Linked DNA regions of Zea mays: region 1 is linked to region 2. Evidence: chromatin contacts called from public Hi-C data. All regions are on one chromosome and are shown on one strand. The core of a region is the stretch at or near the end of the contact, and the rest is flanking DNA. Distances in the headings are between cores, read along the strand shown.

Evidence for each region. A called contact is a pair of places that touch in the nucleus more often than the background predicts.
Region 1: a contact with region 2 is called in a Hi-C map of bundle sheath, with 2.7 times the contacts expected there. The contact joins the enhancer-like site here to the promoter of LOC100276863 in region 2. A contact is called at or near these places in 3 of 25 Hi-C or Micro-C datasets (bundle sheath, endosperm and tassel).

Annotation. Positions count from the first base shown.
Region 1 is chr7:30,513,116-30,517,397 of Zm-B73-REFERENCE-NAM-5.0, reverse strand. It overlaps LOC100384384, which reads right to left. Exons shown (of 10, transcript XM_008653549.4): 5 at 3,075-3,293; 6 at 1,462-2,436; 7 at 1,279-1,374; 8 at 872-970; 9 at 112-301; 10 at 1-10. Among protein-coding and RNA genes, the nearest start is that of LOC100191366, 14 kb to the left of the region's middle. Within about 2 kb of position 1,752, at least 5 of the 20 cell types and tissues checked have an H3K27ac peak or open chromatin away from gene starts, as enhancers often do. A contact at or near this core is called in bundle sheath, where this site is marked.
Region 2 is chr7:30,140,823-30,144,855 of Zm-B73-REFERENCE-NAM-5.0, reverse strand. LOC100276863 reads left to right here and starts at 1,324. Exons shown (of 1, transcript NM_001150567.2): 1 at 1,324-2,724. The coding sequence starts at 1,432. The coding sequence ends at 2,343.

The sequences.
Region 1 (4,282 bases), core at 503-3,002, 370 kb before region 2:
TCACCGGAAGCTGTGGCAGAAACACAGCACACAGACTGATGATCAGTATCTACCTACCATTACCAAGCCCCGCCTGTTTCAACCTGCACTGCAATGGGGGAAAGAAACTACCTTTTGAAGAGAGCACACGGTTCTTGTGGTATCCGGTGTTCAGCACCTCGGCGTTGAACTGCCTCGGGATGATGTCCACGCTTGGGATCTTGTAGTCCCACGTGCTGTTGCTGATCATCAGGCCGTCGCTGTTCGTGGTGTACTCTTCGTATACGAAGAAACCGATTCCCTGTACAAACGAGCCTTCGATCTGCAACATAGATTCCATGGATAAGGCACTAGCTATGTTGCGAAACCCGTGCCAGTATTTAGCTGTACTCATTTTGTTCAAGAGACCGGTATGGAGCACAACAAGGCAGAGTAAGCTCTTGACAAGAGATACATTGTTTGCAAACGTCGCCAAGACTGAATGTTGCAAAATATGAAAGCATACAGTCATTTTGTATCAGGTGATCGTTTTTTTAAGGGGCTTGTGTTGTAAGGGTCTATTATTTCTCTTTAAACATATGCAGTTCGAGGACAAAAAAAGAAACATGCAGCATTTCAAAAGTATACCTGCAATGGATTGAATGTTTGCAGATATAAAATTAAACTCCCAGCAGTCAACCCATTTTCATTTGAAAATGCCACCCAACAAGTTAACTCTCTAATACAGATCAAACAATTAACAGAAAAATGCGCTTCATATTTCTCATGTACTCAAATTATATTACCCTCATCCAGTCCAAAACCATGGTATATACTCTATAAATCAATGAACGAACTACATTCAGAATTAAAATTGGTTAAGGCATGAAGCATAAAAGGATCGACAGCAAACCTGTCCTAAGTCCACTGCAGGGTTCAAGCTCTTCCCACAGTCGTACACAAGATCGCCCCTTATTATAGTGATTGCTCCCGTAAGAAGATCAATCTCCACCTGCACGATTTCGAATAGAAATAGCAATCCGCCTATAAGACATCCAAACATGACTTAGGGGGTGTTTGGTTTCTAGGGACTAATGTTTAGTCCCTTCATTTTGTTCCATTTTAGTATATAAATTGACAAATATAGAAACTAAAATAAAGTTTTAGTTTCTATATTTGATAATTTTGTAACTAAAGTGGAATAAAATGTAGGGACTAAAAATTAGTCCCTAGAAACCAAACACCCCCTTAGCTGCCCCGGCCTGTTGTAATCAAACGGCCTGTTGTAATCAAACTAGTCTTGAGGATTTCGACGCACACCTCGCTTATACCAGCTCCGTAGTTAAGGTACTTGTTAGAAGCTTGACCAGGTACCCAGTACGCACTCGCGGACAAATCGACATCGTCTTCATAGGCCTGCATCATGGAAACACCACAGGACATTTTTCTGATCGCTGGAAATAGCAAGCGATGAGAACGAACTAGAGAGGAGGATAAGCTTGCCTGCGAAACCAAGGTATCCCACGAGACATTCTCTGATCGCTGCTGCAGCCTGTCCAAGACTAGCTTTAACCTATCGTACAGCGTATTGCATGCCTGGAGGGTCGCTGCGCAGCTAGATTCAGAAGCGGTGCTGCCAGCAGTGAGTCCACCTTGTACCAAGTTCAAGGTGTCAGCCTGTAGAACGCGCACTCTCCCAAGAAGACATTCGCCGCCGCCATCAGCATCGGGCCACAGTCTTCCCAGAGCGAAGGCGGTCATCTGCTGCACTTTGGTCCACAGACCTTGCCCGATTTCGATTCCTCCAACCTCCACCACTACGGAGCCGTCCTTGAGCACGGAAACCCTTCCTGGGGCCGCCCTTGGCTCCACTTTGAAAATGAGGGGCACGCAAGAGATGCCCCGTTTCCGCCACTTGCTGTTGCTGTTGAACTCCTTTATGGATTCGGCTCGATCCAGGTAGCTTGAAGTTGAGACCAGCCTATCAAAAATAGAATGCAACGTGTACGTAGAAGCTTCGCCCGCGCTGTCAGGGTAGAACGACTGAAGAGTACCGTAGGTGTGGAAATTCTTTTCCCTCACGCTGTTGGCATCCAGTGACAGGACAGACGCCACATGCTCGATTACAGCATCTGCGATTAGAGAGCCTTGTGTATCTCCAGGAGCACGCATTACGGATTTAGATGAGTTGTTCGTTCTGCAGAGCTTGATGTCAAATGACAGAGCGCCCCAGTTGTACTTCTTCACACTAGATATAATAGTGCCTGGTATTATGGGGCTCGCATCTGGAGATATCCCAGCGTTAATCAATAAATCTAGATGCAAGGCCGTAACGTTCCCATCGTTCTTGAATCCGACAGTATAATGAGCTTTCACTGGGTGCCTACCACCAACCATGACCATATCGGTGTTGCGATTAAGGTACATTCGAACAGGACGCCGTAACTTGTACGCACAAAGTGCAGCTGCCGTTGCAACCTGCACAAGCATTTACCATATGTAAGAAACAGATAGTGATGTATACTGGGTCTTTATGGTTTCATGATACTGTTAGCAGATTGTCATATGCAATCACCACAGAGATGGAAATACCAAATATGTCAACTTAAGTAGATTAAGTCTAAAATAGTTGCTAGAGGTCTTACAAAGGGTCTTTCTATTGCAAAGCCCAAATAAAAGTCATGGTTAGATGCATTTTCATGGTGGAAAAGCACATGGTTAGATGGATTTATTGTCCATTAGGCCTAAATGACTTTCCTCAGAAAACATGATTCCTACATAACCAAACATCATACTGCAAATTTCTCAAAATTTAAAGCCGTATCTATAAAAAACAGAATAACATTTTCTTTCTCATCTGTACTATAAATGTAAACTTTGGATGTCCTTTTTCAGTTTGCACTTCCAAGGACAGAGCTCTTAACTGAAGAATAATAAGGAATTAAAAAAATTGACACTAGTCCAGGTCTAAACATGGAAAGACCTCATCGCAAGTTAAAAAAAAGGTACAAAAGTACAATAAATTATACTCCAGGGTAAAGAATTCATATTAAAAATAATTAATTTTATGAAATGGAAGATTTTGGGTATTATGGTCTAGCTTTGTTTATTCTCACTTGGAATGATCTGAATGCCTTTCCACCGAAGCCTCCTCCAACCCTTCTTGTAATGACACGCACGTTGCTGAATGGAATACCTAAGCACCTTGCTATGACACTTTGTGCAAGTTCAGGGTACTGTGACGAACTGTAGACTACCAAAGTGTTATCTTCATCTGGAACTGCTAGTGCTGTCTGTGTTTCCATGTAGAAGTAGTACTCTGAGGCAAGTTTTACCTGCAGTCATCAAAACTACATAAGATATCTTCTCTTAGCTTCCATGAAAAGGGAAGTAGGATAGGTACTAGTGAAAAGTACATTGATGGGTCTTTACTATGCAATTTCAAACTTCTATATTTTAAAACTTCCACCATAATTGACGCTTCATTATATATGTGAAGCATCCCATTTTTTTTCAACATTTATATATTTCAAGTAAAAACTGAATATACAAAAAAAATGAGTCACTAAATGTGTCATTAGGCATGTGATTTCTGGACCCAGTTTCCACTCAAAGAACTGGGCTTACACTTGTTTTTATTTTCTCTTCCTAATAAACTAGCGGCAAAACTTTTGCTTCCCTTTCAGAGAAAAAATATGTGACATTAAAAATAGTTACCAACACTACACTATTGCTAAATCCTAGTGACATGATGTTACATAAAGTTGAAGTAATGGCTGAAGTCGCATATCAAGACTCAAAAGATTTAAATCATCAAACAGGAAATAACTTCAGTAGTTTGGTTGGTGGCGTGCACTACTGTACAAGCATTGCGACTCTAGTGTGCAGATCAATTTCATGAGATTGCGAGTAGTACATATTCTATGAAAATTGGTTGTTAATCTAACACAAGTACTGTTCTACACCTGGATCACCTAAAAAACGGAGAATTACAATTAGTAATTGTTACTTAGAAGTAGCTATACTGTTAGCAATTACTTTGAAGTAACCATTACAAAAGTGACTCAGTAATCCGAACTTTCAGAAGTATTGGTTTAGATAGTTGTCAACTCAGACGGATTATCTCAGCTTTTGGCTTCTCAAATGTATAAGATTTCTTTGTCTATTGATGCATTAATGCAATAGTATGCAAGTATAGTTCAAAGCAGACTTTGCACAGGATGAAAAATCAAAATTTTGGAGCACATAGAACTGTGTGCTTTAATTTTCCTTCATTATTATGTGAGAGCCTCCAGTACTGGGGTCTGTCCTATTTTATGATGCA
Region 2 (4,033 bases), core at 75-2,574:
AAATGTACTTTGCCGAGTGCCAAAAAAAGGCACTCGGTAAAGAGGTCTTTGCCGAGTGTCATCTAACTGACACTCGGCAAAGAATCTTCTTTGCCGAGTGCCTGCCTTCGACCCTCAGCAAAGGTTAATACTTGTTGGGCTAGTTGGGCTAAAAATACCTTAATTTAGTTAATACTTGTTAGCTAATTAGCTAATAACTAGTATTTTCTTTGTTCAATATTGTTAGACGTGTTAGAGAAACTCTAAGAGACTTTTTATATTGTTCCTGATTGATATGAATAGAGAATTTTTGAAAAAACACATACCATCCAACAACTTATTTAAATGGTTATCTAAAATATAGTTATCTTCTAAAGTACAAACAACACATAGAAAAGTCGTTAGAGATTAAAAAGATATACAAAGTGGGTTTTTATACAAATAATTCTTTATTGATAATTTAGAGAGTGAACTTCAGAAAGACTCTGGTAGATGCTCTTAGAGCATCTCCAACAAAGAGCTCTAAAATAAAACCTTAAAATTAAAATAAAACCATATTTAAAGTGTTTAGGATATGGAAATAGATTTTTACTCTAGTAGTTAGACATTAAATAATGCAATTTAGAAAATAAATCATGTTATTAGAAAATAAATAATTGTAGATTATGAAGAAAGGATGATATGGCTTCAATATACTGGGTACTATATTTAGAACGGTCGTTTGATAAATTTTTATAAAAATAGGGCCATTGTTGGAGGATATTTTTTGGCCAGGAGCACTAAATTTTAAAATACAGCCTTCTTTAGTATCCCTTTTGGAGATGTTCTTAGTTTGTTTATTTTCGAGAGCGAATTTTTAGCTTTTTTTAATTTAAAAAAGGATTCAGTTTCGTTACTTTCTGTTTTCTTGGTCTCATGCCCCATGGAATAGGCGTAATTCTGAATGACATAATTTAACATCATTGGATTCGATCTATAGCAACTGCCTGTACTGTATTGAGCCGTCCTTATAGAAACCTATATTTGTGGCTTTCTTTTCCTTGGATCGGATATTTCGCAGCTATAAACTTATCAGTAAACAAAAGGCGATATAGTAAAAAAGAAAGGCGAAAATGACTTCCTACTCACGGCAACTGGACCGAGAGAAGCTCAGCACCATTGCACCAAAGAAGGCGATCGGTGCCCTGAAGTTTGGAACGAAAAAAAACTCTACCAAAACAAAAAAGAAAAAGTTGGAAGAAATGGATGGATTGGCTGGGGCCAGCCTGGCAGGCACACGCCTCGCCCCGCCCGAGCCCGTAGAGCGCGTGTATAAAGCGGCGCCACCCCGCCGCCGACTCGATCATTCGGGCCGTGCCCACTCGGTCACCCGTCACCCACCCACCCACCCACCGAGAGAGCGCCTAGCGAAGCAAGGCTTTCGTCGTTGAGCGAGCCGCGAGCGAGAGGGCGATGGATGCGGTGGGAGAGAAGAAGGGAGCGACGGCGGCATCGGACTCGGAGGCGGAGAAGGAGAAGATGATGGCGGAGCAGTTTGAGAAGGCAGTGGTGGTATCGGAGGCAGAGACTGGGAAGGAAAAGGCAGTGGCGCCCTCGGAGGCGGAGAATGAGAAGATGGTGGAGGTGCAGCAGGGAGACAAGGCAGTGGCGCCCTTGGATGCGGGGAATGTGAAGATGGTGGAGGGGCAGCAGGGGGGCAAGGGCAAGGCAGTGGCGCCCTCGGACTCGGAGCAGGGAGACAAGGCAGCGGCGGCCTCGGGTGCGGAGAATGTGCAGCCGCAGGAAGAGAATGCAGTGGCGGCCTCGGAGGCGGAGATAGGGGCGGCGGAAGCGAATGATGTGACCGGCGGGAGGCTTATCACCTTGAGGAGCTCGGACGGGGAGGTCCATCGCGTGTCGGAGGCGGCGGCACGGCTGTCGGGCCTTCTCCGTGGCATCATAGAAACCAACGTCACCGTCACAAAAGGAGTCATACTCCCTACCGTCGACGGGACCACCCTGGTCACGGTGCTGGAGTACTGCAACAAGCACGCCGAGGCCGAGGCCGCCGCCGGAGTCACCACCAGCGCAGTCGACAGAGCCGCGGCGTCCGAGGCCCTCGAGGCTTGGGACCGCGACTTACTCGACCGCCTTTCCGTTCGCGCGCTCTCCAACCTCTTCAACGCCTCCTCCTTCCTCAAAATTTATAGGCTCGCCGGCGCCATCGCCCTGAAGGTCGCCGCCGACCTCGCAAGGGCAATACCACCGGCAGAGAGCAGACCCAGGTCGCCTCCAAGTCCAACATCCGAGACGCCTTCAACGTCAACGCCGTCAACGTCGACGCCCTCACCCCGCAGGAACAGGAGCCGAAGGCCGCAGAGATGAGTCAGAAGTACAGCTGGGACTTCGATCCACGAGCCTGATAGCCTCACAGTTCGTTTCATGCTGCTCTAACCATCTCACCGCATCTGCCGGCCTAGCGGAAGGTTCCCCGTGTTCTACTTCCTCCCTTTCTTTTCATGCCCATCGTAGTCGTCGTAGAGGTTTGCTTCGTAGCAACTGTGTCTCGCGTCCGGGTTCTGATCTGCTCGATGCCCATCGTAGTCGTAGAGGGTTGATTCGTAGCAGTTGTCTCGCGTCTATAGGCTTCTCATAAGCTTGGTCGTCTAAGTACTCGCTTGGCATTTTCATTTCGCCCTGTTGAATGTCCTTTGGAAGTCTGAAGAACTGCTTGTCTCAAACGAATACATATCAGATATTACATCCTGAATTGCCTTTTATTTTCATTTTCATTTCTGAATTCCTTCCCGACGTGTTACTACTTACTACTATCTCTCTACAACTGATCGATTGGTTTGTGGTTCGTATTACCGTTAGCCTGAAATTACGTGAGATCATTATTGTTTATTCCGAAAATGCATGTCACCTTGAGTTCCACGCTATTGCTAGCTGCTAGCTAGTATCATTGCTTAGCCTCTCAAGTTCTTGTTCAGAAACTTGCACTTCTCAGCTTGTATATATCAAGTCGCGGTGAATGTTTTTGAACTGAATTCGGACGTGCATGACACTTCTATTTCATCCCATCAATCAATTGTTCTATTTCCGTCCAATTAGTTCGACTCTTGAGTCTTGACCATCATTGTCATGGTATTCGAGATCTAGCTACTACTCTAAATGTTCATATTCCACGCACAGTTTTGCATGGATATGTAGTGAATATTGCATCCTGAGCTGAATGTTCTATATATCTGTTTCATTATTTGGTTACATTCAGATAAAAAGAAGCAAGGCTGCTCTGTGCCTGTCTCTAGCATTCGACTTCCGATTTGGGCATGTAGAAAATTCGGTTCCCGCTGAATTTATCGCAAATTATAGATTTCGATGAAACTAAATCTTGCACTTAATTAATTACCACCATGCATGCAATGGATCAGGGTCTTATCTTGCTCTTACGTACTTTGGGTATAAATTTCAGTTCCAGACTATGTTTGGTTTCCAGTTTGAAATGAACAGGCGAGTAGAATTGCATTGCCTCAATATATCCTGTATCTTTCAGTACATGAGTTGGCAGCAAATCTTGTGTTGAAACTGAAAGGAGATGTGTTCCATTATGCTGATTTTAGCATATAGTTTTGTGAACGTAGGGTGGGTGCCTGGTCACCGGAATTCCTTGCAGAATGACATGAAAACTGATTATATTTCTTGTGTTCTTCCTCCTAACTTTATTCAAATAAGGCATGAAACATGCACAGTGAACAAAGGAATTATGTATGGCTTAATGCATAAGGATTCTGTCACTTCAATTGAACAAAGGAATATAAGATCAGAGTAGCTCTGGGCTTTGGTTTCATCTTGTATTGGACCTTTTTTATTTTGTTGGGAGACAAACATCGCAAGTTGCTTCAGGCGTTCCAATGAGTGACGAGGAATGCAGAATTGTTTAGAGTGCGTTCGTTTGTTCCGGAACCATCACCTGGAACCAATACAACCATAAATGCTTACCTAATTTTTATAAACTTTGATCACCTAAAACTATTCCTAACCTCAATCCTAAGAAACGAACACACCCTTAGCT